Linked DNA regions of Gossypium hirsutum: regions 1 and 2 are each linked to region 3. The links are chromatin contacts, called in public Hi-C maps. All regions are on one chromosome and are shown on one strand. The core of a region is the stretch at or near the end of the contact, and the rest is flanking DNA. Distances in the headings are between cores, read along the strand shown.

Evidence for each region. Hi-C and Micro-C count contacts between places; a contact is called where the count stands out from the background.
Region 1: a Hi-C map of leaf shows a contact between it and region 3, with 2.7 times the contacts expected there. The contact joins the promoter of LOC107901806 here to the promoter of LOC107901802 in region 3. A contact is called at or near these places in 4 of 34 Hi-C or Micro-C datasets (all in leaf).
Region 2: a contact with region 3 is called in a Hi-C map of leaf, with 4 times the contacts expected there. The contact joins the promoter of LOC107901795 here to the promoter of LOC107901802 in region 3. A contact is called at or near these places in 4 of 34 Hi-C or Micro-C datasets (callus, leaf and petal).

The regions. Positions count from the first base shown.
Region 1 is chrD06:45,647,452-45,651,578 of Gossypium_hirsutum_v2.1, reverse strand. It overlaps LOC107901806 (eukaryotic translation initiation factor 3 subunit D), which reads right to left and starts at 1,637. Exons shown (of 3, transcript XM_016827965.2): 1 at 245-1,637; 2 at 1-242. The coding sequence starts at 1,523.
Region 2 is chrD06:46,457,942-46,462,242 of Gossypium_hirsutum_v2.1, reverse strand. LOC107901795 reads right to left here and starts at 2,590. Exons shown (of 4, transcript XR_005914887.1): 1 at 2,352-2,590; 2 at 1,283-1,641; 3 at 1,057-1,176.
Region 3 is chrD06:46,080,236-46,084,228 of Gossypium_hirsutum_v2.1, reverse strand. It overlaps LOC107901802, which reads right to left and starts at 1,789. Exons shown (of 3, transcript XM_041095836.1): 1 at 1,605-1,789; 2 at 1,316-1,473; 3 at 163-673. The coding sequence starts at 1,685. The coding sequence ends at 589. It overlaps LOC107901801 (protein SMG7L), which reads right to left. Exons shown (of 9, transcript XM_016827949.2): 6 at 1,605-3,993; 7 at 1,316-1,430; 8 at 603-673; 9 at 163-518. The coding sequence ends at 2,945.

The DNA.
Region 1 (4,127 bases), core at 388-2,887, 430 kb after region 3:
CATACACAAATCCACAATGGACTTCACAATCCCCCACATATTAGCAGTATTCAGATTAATTTGTGCAGCAAAATCCCTTGGCTTATAACCAACAACACCCAATATCACATGGTTAAAATGATCCCTAGGATGAACCCTCGAAACATAACCCAATTTCATCAAATCGGCACTAGCTAATATTGATTGAGCAGTCCATTTAGCCAACTTATTCGCATTGTTCTTCAACTCGGTAGCCAAGACTGCCCCCTTTGTGTTTCCAACTTCTGCCTCCAATCAACACCAGAATACTTGGGATCAAACTCATTAAGCGCATTCAAAGTGAGGAAAGACTTTTGATTATTAACTTCAACAACACTCTGAACCTCACACCGTGCAATCAAATACATATCATTATCAAGTTTCCACCTCCTATACCTATATGCCACAGAAGCCACCTCATCACCTTCATTGGCAAATGGGTTCGGCTCATCAAAACTAACCTTATTCCCATCCCTAACCAAAACCTGCTGTGAAAAATTCTGATTTATGTAAGCTGCTTCAACACTCAATGAATAAGCAGAGTTAATATCATCTTTAGCTTCAGGCAATGGCTCCTGAGAGGTCTCGTGGACTGATAGCAAATCTAACTGTGACCCATCTCTTTTGTCGAAAAATAGTTTATTCCCAACACGTTGAATCACAATGTCCCAAGAATAAACTGACCTGGGTGCACACATTAACGTTGCCAGAATCGTATCAGTGGCGAAAACAGTTGCTTTGTCCTCATTTGCCAATCTTCGGATCACCGGGTCGTCAGTCGTGGTGACTTTAAAGAAGTTTCTGTTCTTGAACCTCTCGAGTCTCCGTTCGTTCTTCGGGGTAATTCGATCAAAGGAGCGATCGTAATACTCTAAAGCACCGCAGAGAAGTAAATCTTCAGGTTCTGGAACGGAAAAGGATAATTTGGAGAATGTTGAGAAAGGGATTTGATCCAGCATGTTCCACTCTGGTTGGATATCGACGGAGGATTTGAAAATCGCAGCTTCACGACGTTGCTGGTTCTGGTTCGATCGGTTGAGATTATAAAGACGGTCACGTCGGGCTCGTTCTTTTTCAGCTTCTCTTTTACGGGCCTCAACTTCTTCATCTCGCCGTTGAGGAAGTTGAGGTCGGTGTTGGTTGAAGCGCCACTTGGGGCCAAATTTAGGCCGCGTGGGCGGCTTTGCGTCGACTAAACGGAAGGAAGAATCGTCTTCGGGGTTCGCAAGAGGGAAAGTATCGAGGTCGAGCGAGAAATCGAAGGGCGACTCTGAGGAGGCTGCGCCAGGCTTCCCTGAAGAAGGGCGGTTAGATGGGTTGGCATTTGCAAAAGATCGGGTGAAGTCGGCGATTCGGCCGAGTTTTTCAGAGCGGGAGAAGGGAGCGAAAGGAACGTGAAGAGGGAGAGTGGTGGTGGTGGACGGCGCGGTGGCGGTGGTGGAGTCGGGCGGACCCCAGCCGTCAGGATTAAACGGAACGGCGCCTACTTCGAAAACTCCTACCATTGTCGACGGATCTCTAGATTTTGCTTGCAGTGGAGCCGAAGTGTATAAAGAGTACAAGTGTGTAAGAAGATAAAAGAAAACCCTAGTCCGACGGAGGGGATCTACATTGTCTTAAATGACAGGTTTACCATAGGAATTTGGGCCTTTTGTTTACATTTATATGAGAACTCGGATCTCTAATTGGGCCTCCACTATTTGAGTGCTACTCAAATAAATATATTTTAAGTGGGAAGAATCTCCTTGCACTAATGTAAAACTTAAAAGTGGTTTTATATTTAATTTTTAAGTGACATTTTAATATTAAAATTTAAATATTAAATACTTAGATTAAAAGCTTAGCTTTGTAAGTGGCCTATATTAATAATTTTTTTATGTTATGACAATAGTTTTGCCAATGCAACATTTAGACAATAGTCAAACATGGTTCGTAAAGGTGTGTTGAGAAGCACTAAACAAGGTTGAGATCATAGTTGGATGTGGTTCACACTAGTACACTAAGATCCACTAAAGAAGATGTAAAAAGTTGGGCAGGGTTTCAATGGTGTGTTAAGTGCTTGGAGTTTTTTTTAAAAAAACGAAGAGGGTTATACAGAGGAGTTTGATGTGGCTTCCACTAAATAGGTATCGTATAATGTAAGACCATATAGTGCTAGTAGTAGAGCCTTGGAGTGCTCTACTAGGATGTGATTGGATATACAACTTGGCCCTACTCTTATAGAATCAACGGTTGTAACATCCCTTACACGAGTCAAATCAATAACTCGAGCAAAAGATGTCACATTTCAAGATTAATACATCACTTAAGTTCCATTCTTTTCTTTAAAATACCTCAATACATACCTTCAAAACATCATGTAACACATCCATGTTCAATCACTAATCATTAACCACACAATCTTCAAGACATTCCCACTTCAACAAAACTTGTTTTCAAGGCATTTCACTATCTACTTAACACATTCCTTACCTAAGTACATGCCACATTATTGTCCATAAATTGAAATTCATACTTTTCCATATTACTGTGTTGATGCGATGTGATTCGGTAAGCCACTCACGAACACTTTTCACATGATCACTTTCAGGACACTCTTTTTAGCTAGATTTCACTCTATTTGCTTCTATTTTCTTCCTTTCACACTTTTATCACTTTCTTTCCTTTGTCTACAATACTTTCATCACTTTCTTATCTTTGGTTGCTATAGAAATTGTAGCATCTTTGGTTTGGCAAGTCTTAAGTTTTGGCGCGTAGACTGAGAGTAATATATGTGGCATAGTTCTATCCGTCCAATAGTTTCTTTTAGGCGTATAGAATGGGCGCATAACAGAAGTTGAGATATTAGGTAAAGAATGACCTTAAAATGTGTTGAGTTGTAAAGAAAAAGAGCTCGGTAAAAGTATTGGGGAAATTGCAAGTTGGGTTAATACCAAAGGTATTGTATGCCAAGTTTGATTGAAATTACTATGCTCGTTACGTTGTAAACATTCTAGTTAGGAATCAATTGAGTAGATGAGTTAGGTATAAATAAATTTATTAGATGATCATTTGTGTTCTCCTCAAGGGTCGTAGACCAAAATAAGGACAATTTTGAAAGATTGTGACACATGTCAAGTTCCATAATAAGGATATAGGTTGTATATATATGTATTCAAGTTTGAAAAAAAGGGGAGTTTTCTTCTTCCTTCTTCTAAAGTGTTATTATCTTATTTTTAAGGAACCAAAAACATTTCTTTCTTCTTTAAGCTGGAAGTTGTAATTCTATATTTTTATCAGTAGATACTCCATGTCAAGGTAAGTATTATGGCTCTGCATGTTAAGTTATGAAAGTTTAAGCCTGTATGGGTACATTAACAGTAAGATGAAGAAATAAAGCTTTGCATGGGGGTTATCTATGCTCGAGATGATGGTAAATAGTATGTGAAAGAGTTTTAATGGTGTTCCTATGTTTTGTAAGTAGTGGTTGCTGTAGTTTCATGATGGAAGTATGAATCTGGAGTTTAAGGTGCTGTACATGGGCGTCAGGTGAGTTTTATGTTGACTCCTGTATGTATACTGATCATATTGTGAGTCATCTATAGGAAATTGATTGAACAATGGATTCGAAGTCATGAAAAGTATATTATATGATCATTAGTGTACGAGTATTGAAACATTGAAGTATGGTTGAGTATGTATATGTTTGAAATGTATGCTATGAGATGTGTGTGTTCTGATTGAGTGTATGTTAGTGAAGTAAAAGGTTGAATTTAGATTGTGTCAATACATAAAGTGTCTGTTAAGAGAGTCTAGGTCTGTTCATCGCAGTGGTGTCTAATGGAGTCCGTTGGGACTAAAAACACGAATTCTGATATAAACTCTGAAGGAAAAGTCCATGGTCATGGTACCCTCTGAAAAAGAACTAGGGAATGGTGATTACCCAATGGGGTTCTCTGTGTATCCCAGGACGATGATGGGCAAACCTCATGTAATGTGAGTTTAAGAAAATCCATATCGTAAACATGACAATAAAGAATAGCCTTTGTGGTGAACTCTAAATGGAATGCATTTCTAGCGAACTCTAAATAGATCTCCTTAGTGGCGTACTTTATCTGATTGCATGTATG
Region 2 (4,301 bases), core at 1,341-3,840, 380 kb before region 3:
CAGATAATGTGTTGTTGGCTTACGAACTACTCCATACGTTAAAACAGAAGAGGGTAGGGAAGAAAGGATTTATGGCGGTCAAGCTAGATATGAGTAAGGCGTATGATAGGGTAGAATGGAATTGTGGAAGAGATGAAGAAAATGGGATTCTACGCTGATTGGGTGGCTTCATTATTCAAGTGTGTGAATACAGTTTCTTATTCGGTGGTTCTTAATGGACATATTGGAGAAACTTTTTCCCCCACTAGAGGACTTAGACAAGGGGATCCATTGAGTCCATTCTTATTCTAATTCTGTGGAGAAGGTCAATCTAGTCTCATGGAGCTAGGAATGCAGGAGAACAAAGTAAGAGGAGTTAAGGCAAGAAGTGGGCCACAGGTTTCACATTTACTTTTTGCAAATGATTGTATGCTGTTTGAGGAAGCTACAGAGAGGAGCTCAATCCATTTAAAACAGATTCTGCATCATTATGACGTTTGTTCAGGTCAAAAAGTGAATTATTCGAAGTCTACGATTTTTTTCAGCAGCAATTCACAAGAGGAAGAAAGACATACAATTACTCGAATTCTTGGGGATCAGATGATATGGAGAATTACCTAGGGCTTCCTAATTTGGTGGGAAGGAGGAAAAACGCAGCGTTCCAAATTTTGAAAGACAGATTCAGGCAACATATTGAGAACTGGAGCATCAAATATCTTTCACAAGGAGGTAAGGAGATTTTCATCAAAGCAGTTTTACAATCTATACCAACATATGCAATGTCTTGTTTTTTACTCCCTAAATCGTTTTGTAAGGAATTAGATAGTATTATTGCAAAATTTTGGTGGCAGAAAAATAAAGGGAAAAAAGGGATACATTGGTGCGCATGGAAGGATATTTGCTTAGCAAAAGAATCAGGTTGTTTAGGCTTTAGATGTTTAGTTAAGTTCAATATTTCACTATTAGCTAAGTAGGGTTGGCGTCTTATTAATTATCTGAGTTCTTTGTTAGCCCGATTTTTAAAAGCTAAATATTTTCCGAGAACAAACTTTATGAATGCTTCGTTAAGTAACCTACCTTCACTTACCTGGAGGAGTATTTGGTCGACAAAAAAACTTTTGATGGATGGATTGTGCTGGAGGGTAGGGGTAGGAGACCATATCTCAATATGGAATGATGGCTGGGTGCCGGGAGTGACTGAAGACAGATTACAAAACAACAACCGTGGTGAAAGCATCAAAGTGGTGGCTGACTTAATAAATGAAGAAAGTAGAACATGGAACAGAAATTTGATTATCAGTACCTTTAATACGGATATTGCAAGGAAGATACTGCAGATCCCGCTTTCAAAGACTATTCACGAAGACATCCAAGTATGGAGAGGAGAGGCAACTGGGATTTTTTCAGTAAGAAGCGCCTATAAACTATTACAGGAGTCTACAATAGATCCTAATGATTATTTACAGGCCGATTCTAAACACTTTTACAGGAAACTGTGGAATCTACATATGCCTTCAAAAATTAAAATTACAGTGTGGAAAATAGCGTGGAATTACATTCCTACTTTTTCTAATCTTAAGTTGAAAAGAGTAATGACGGAAGACCGTTGTTCGAGATGCGGTCAGGAAGAAGAAGATAGCTTCCACATCTTTCAGAGGTGCCCTATAGTGAAAGAAATTTGGAGTCAGTTAAATTTCTCCTGGGTACTTAACACTAACCATTTTGATTTATGGAGTTGGCTATCTTGGGTCTTCAGCATAGGGACAAATGAACAGTGCATGGGATTTTGCTACGGGTTGTGGGGAATCTGGACAAGTAGGAACAAGCTAATATATGAAGATAAATATAGCACCAGTTGGGATATATCAAAACAAATTAAAAGCTACATTTCAAAACTGGAAGGAATCAAGGAAAGGGTAATCGCCTTGGAAGTCAGCGCAAGGCCTAGACAGAGTGTACAAGGGGCAAATAAGTCCATCTTTTTCGATGCAGCTTTTGACTCACAGAACCACAGATCTGCATCAGGTCTTATTGTTAAGAATGAGGAGGGTAGAATCGTTGAAGCAAAATCGATCCTTCATGACAATGTTGCATATCTGTTTGCAGCGGAAGCACATGCAGGATTTCAAGCAACAAAGTTAGGGATCCAGTTGGGATATCATACTATTGACATAATAGGAGACTCAAGAACAGTGATAACAAAATGTCAAAGTGGAAGTCGAGACAGATCAGAAATAGGAGCAATAATCAGTGACATTCAAAGCTTAAAAGAGTTCTTTCAAAAAGTCAGATTCTATTTCATCCCAAGGTCTGAAAATGTGGAGGAGCATAAATTAGCAAAAAGATCACTACAGAAGGGAGAGGAGCAGTACCTGGTGGGAGAGACTTCACGATCGATCTGTGATGAACCAAAGCCAAATCGCCTTGGCTATTCAAAGTAGAAGGAAAGGGGATAAGATGATGGGGTTCGGCATTTGGAGTGACGATTGAAATGAAAGAGTTAATGCCGGTTGTAAAAGCAATCAGAAAGCAAAAGATTTGAGGGGATTTTCTTTTTCGTTTCAGTTGTCTTGGGCAGAGAAAAGTCAGAAGAATTTATGAGGACAATTGTACCGTTCAGCTAGTGGTTTTGAATTTGTCTTTTTCTTGTTTTTACTCTTAAGTGGGCTAAACTGCTGTTAGCCTGTTTCTTGCAGTTTTTTTTAGAATCCAGTTGTTGGGCTAAAGCCCGAGGGACTGTTTGTTTCAAATTTATTTTTTAATCTAGTTGAAATTTCAAAAAAAAAAGTGCATTTTTTTAATTCCTATAAAGTACCCTTTCGAAATATGATATATTTGTCCTTGAAGTCCTCTTTTTTTTAATATTTATGTTGTATCAAATTATTTCTTCTTAACTATGTAAACAACATTTGAAATAAAATTTGTATTTTGATTTACACATTAAGCTCACATTCATTTACATGGCCAATTCTATATTTAAGCCCTTTTGCTATTTGGAGATTCTAGTATTTTAAGTCCTTCGGTTTTGCTTTCCATTTAATCAAATCATTTTACTTTTATTTCAAATTCTTTTAGGTAGCGTTTGCGAATTATATGATTTATAAATTCATCAGTTCCAATGTCTTTGTTTAGAAATTAAAATATTTGAAAATTAAGATTTTAAAGTAATCCAAATTCATTGTTTGGATAATTGAAATTTAGATTTAGATTTCAACTAATTCTCTTGAAAACATTTTTTTTAAAAATTGAAATATTTAAGAGAATTTTAAACATTATTGTTTGAATTAGACTAGACTAGACAGGTGAATCGATAATTGACCAGAGTATCGGTCTGGAGAAAGGCTTTAGATTGTTTGACTCGAGAATTAGTATGGATTGGTTGATTGAGCGGTTCAACTAATTTTTTTTTTATTTTTTAATATTAATTCTTATGAATTTTCACTACACCAAAACAGACTTTTAGCTGCGTTTTTAGCGGCTTTTGGACAAAAAATGCCACTAAAAATCAAGCATTAGCTGCGCTTTTTGGAAAACTTCGCTAAAAATCAGCATTAGCAACGTTTTTTAAAAAGCGCCGCAAAAAGCCTAAGCCCAACGACACCGTTTTCTAAGTTTTTGGGGCATTTAACGGCAATTTTGAAGAAGCGCCGCTAATGATCTAGCCTTTAGCGGCGTTTTTGAAGAAGCGCTGCTAATGCTCGGGCCTTTAGCGGCGTTTTTGAAAAAGCGCCGCTAATGCTCTGGCCTTTAGCGGCGTTTTTGAAAATGCGCCGCTAATACTCGAGCCTTTAGCGGCGTTTTTGAAGAAGCGTCGCTAATACTCAGGCCTTTAGCGGCGTTTTTGAAAAAGCGCCGCTAATAATAATAAAATCTAAATCTCATTCTTTGATATATTCTCAAGTAATGTTTCAATTATATTTTTTATTATAAGTTGAAAAAATTGATATTTTGTTGTATTTATTATATTTTGGTCAAATTTACATTTAAATGATAACAAATAATATTGTTTAATACAAAATGTTTTTATTAAAGAGAAGTCGTCCTAACTCCTAACTATTTATTATTATTTTTCAATCACAGTTTATTTGAACTACTTTACTAGAAAATTATATTAAATTATGAGTAAAACAAAATATCATAAAACTTAAATTGTTGTGTTGTAAAGAATAAAAAATAGAATAAATTTTTATAAGAATAATAAATTTTGATAGTTCGATTAAATAAATCAAAGAAAGCAATATAAAACACCAAATATCGTGATCATAAATAATATTATATATTGATATAATTTTATTATCAAAAATAATTTTATATTTAGTTAA
Region 3 (3,993 bases), core at 540-3,039:
TCTTTGTGTTCCTTTCAAAACATAAGTCTTTTTATTTTGCCAAGGAAAATAACAAAAAAGCATGGACTTTATTCGTTTGGGGGAAAAGGAGGAGAAAAAGCCCTAACATGACCCACACAAAGAAGCATAAGACATCCAATGGCTATGAATATGTCATTGATATGCTAGGAATCCTACCTCAGTAATGGCATCCATATTAGAATATATTTAATCCTTACAAGAAAACTAAGATTGGAGTTCTATATAAATCTCAATTTTTGCAAATGAATCATCAGTACAAGAAATATGAAGTTTTTGCTTCAACTCCCATGCTGCTCATGCTTCTGCTTCATCAAGGCCAAGAAGAGCAAACATAAGGAGAAGGAAGCAAAGAGCGACTAGTGATCGGCGTCCCCGATGTGATTCCCGGGAAAGAAAAATGAAGCAACATGATTTGCTAACACTTCTCTTTAACATGTTTTTCTTAGAAATGCCATCTCATTCTCAAATCCTCCACCTTTCCTTGTGTTTGATGACATCTTCACCCGTAATGCAATTCAAAAGTTAAGAAAAAGAAAACTCAGTTCATTCTGTTAAATTGATTCTTGTTCATTCTCTCTTACGATTATTCGGTATTAAGTCCATCTCCTGCATTTGGCGCTCAACAGAAACCAAACCGGTCTGTTCAAGAAACCTGCATAAGATATCCATCCAATCAACCAAATTCAGGGTGTATGTCAAGTAACAGTTTCCAACTAGAAAAGATTTTAGATTCAATTTTGCTATTTCAAATATCATCATCCCTATGCATATAATTACTGCTAGCATTATAAGAACCAGTCACTTTCGCATTCTTCCCTCCAATTTATTGTTCTAAAACTGGAAAAAGAACTATGCGAGCATGCAAGAATCGACATTTTCAAAACAAAATTCCGAGCTCCCTACTCACCATGTCTATCTAAACCATGTTATGTGCCATGATAACAGGCAGGTTCAATCCAAACTGATATCTAATATATCACCATTATATCAGAAGAGCATGCTAAAACCCATCATGTTTGTGACAAAACACTGAAATTTTCAAATGCTAAAATACCAAACCATTAAAGTCTGAGAGAATCATGGTAATTATGGTACAAATACCTTTTGACAATTAAAGTATCCTCTCAGATCTAACATAGAAAGTGCCAAATGATCATACAAAATCCTATGACTTTCATTTAAATCATAAATAGCAAATAAAGCAACTGCAAAAACTAATATAAAGCTAGAAGACTATAAATCCATGTTCAACACAAAAGATAATTGGGGGGGGGGTTAGCATAGATAGTAATACCAGTTAAGAAGCAAGAAGAGGGTGATGGCAATGAGAACAAGGAAAGCAACATGAAGAATCAAGGAGGAATCAGTAGAGGAGAATGCTAAACCCAACATGAGAGCAAGGCAAAGACCTAACATCAAAAACGTTAATTTTAGAGTACTCCATGTAGGACCCTGAAACCCAAAATTGTTCATTAGAAACTACATAAATAAATATGGCTGCAAATATTGTAAATATCTAAAAAGAGAAGCCGGGGGGGGGCGGGGGGCGGGGGCAGATCATAGAGAAGGAAAACAGAACCGACGTTGACACCAGGAGCTAAAGCTCCAAGTAAAACAGCTTGGGCTGACGATATATCGCCTCCTGCTGATTGTTCTTTCTCCATTGGATCTTCAGATCTTGAGTTTGAGAAGCAAAGTCGGAGACTTTACCCGATAGAAATTCCTAGCGCTTCTTCTCCGTTGGGTTCAGTGGTTTAGGGTTATAGCCGGTTTGGTAGTTAATAATAAGAATAACCCAAACTCCAACAATTCATATGGTTCTACTTTTACATCATATTTCACCTCTCAAATATTTTACTTATAAAACTTTTAATGTATTTTTATATAAAAAAATATTAAAGACTGATGGTGGTACTCGAGATTTTTCTTTTTAAAATCAACTTAATGCCTAACATTTTTAGTACTATTTTCAAAATCCTCCATGAAAACCGATGATCTCCTCTAAGCTTCATTTCTTAAAAAGAGTAAAATGCTGAAGTTCCGAGTAAAAGTCAGGTCTGTTGCCTTAAAAGAAACAATCTCATTTTCAAAGGCACTAATTTATGCCCCTTTTGTGGTGATTAAGATAATCTCAAAAATTACTCAAATTATTCTCAACTTCTTTCTAAGCAATGTTTCTCCCTCTCTTCAACAAAGATCTCACGTCCCCTTTCGGTGAATCCCTCCCCTGTTCAATGGTTGCTCTCCCTCATCATTGTCCACAACAGACAAAATTATGTTCCGGGATTCCAATGGTTTTCAGCTTATATCTGTGCACAGTTTCATCCTCCGTGCTATTCTATTTGCTTCTCAGAACTTTTAATGTTAATTACTGCAGGCTACTTAGGAGGGAGAAATATTAACACAGGATGTTTCAAAGCAGCCAATCTTTGAAGGCATCAAACTTCTCCAGGACGTCAAAATTATACTACAATCATCAAACAATTGCCACCTGAAGAGCGAAACTCGCTGTTCGGCTAGGTTGCTTCTGAATCGTTTTTAGCTTTACTTCGCCTTAAATTCTTCTCGTCTTTGTACAAAAAAAAAAAAAAACTTTACCCATTGTCGCACAGCAAATTCTCCGCCTAAGACACCATCAGCTGCCTTTCCATTGGCTTGGGTACCTTATTGATGGGGATTTCGTCCATTACGCATGGCAAAGTAAATTTATAGAAGACAACATTTCTGGTCAGTAAGACAACATTATATATCACTATAAAATCATCCTAAATCTGTGACACCCTTTCTTCACACTTGAATACCTCATTTTCAGACTTATGACTAAAACATACCTACATTCATATTTTCAACTTCTTTATGTCTATATATATATACACACACAGGATGTATGCTACGCGAATGTCCAAAGAGAGCTTCAAGGTTTTCAATTTCCCATGAAAGTAGGATTTCTCAGGGTTGGATCCTGCTGGAGTAGCCATTCTTTCTCTTTTAGATACTGCAAGAGTGGCCGTGGCTCGTCTCTAAGCTCAGTCATGGCCCCACAGCCATAATGGCTCGGTCTTTGATAACCATGAAACGGCTTTTCCCTTCTCGGTTCCTCCATGCCGTAAACACGGGGAAATCCTTGATGCAACACGGAACTCTCTGTGTAAATTGTTGGATTTGTAACAGATGGTACTCCGTATTGATTGAAAAGACCAACACGGGAACCATCATGTGTGGGAATGGGGTTCCCGGGAGCATAATAGTTGATAGGCTGCACATGGCTGTTGGCATGATCAAGATTGCGACTTTCTCTGTATCTCCGAAGCCATTCTGAAGAAGTCATCCCGCTGAATGGAGGGTATTTATCAATGAAACCAGGAATACCAGAACCATAAATACGTTCGCCATCAGGAGACCAATTGGGGTAACCACTTATCCTTGATGCATTGTAGAAATTCTCGGGTTTATTAATGAACTCTGAGCCATTCACCCCGGAAAAGCTAGACTGATTACCATTAAACCAAGCAGCATCATCAGGCAATAAAGGGGCAGAAGGAATTGGAGCCGAATATGGTGGAGGTGAGTACAAGTAATTGGTTAAAGCATCAAATCTTGATGAATTGACAGAATCCTCGGTTTGATGGATCGAGAGATCGCTCAGGGATGAAGTGGCTACTTCAGCAATAGGGCTCAAGCTTGGTCTACTAACATCACTTCTTGTCTTTTCGGTACTGCTTAAACTTCCTTGGTTTAGAACCCAAGAACTAAGTGACGGTGGCCCAGCAGAGATGGGGGCTTCTGAAAACAAGAATGCCGTGGTATCTTTTACAAAAGGCTCATGTTGCTTGACAGGCTTACTGCGCCTGAAATTCGAGATGTCAGATTGAAAATCTGAAGCATCAGAATTGGCCTGGTTTTGCGCTATTAGTAGGGACGTAGCACGGCGCAAACATTCATCGGAAGGAACAGTTTCCTCCATTTCGTTTG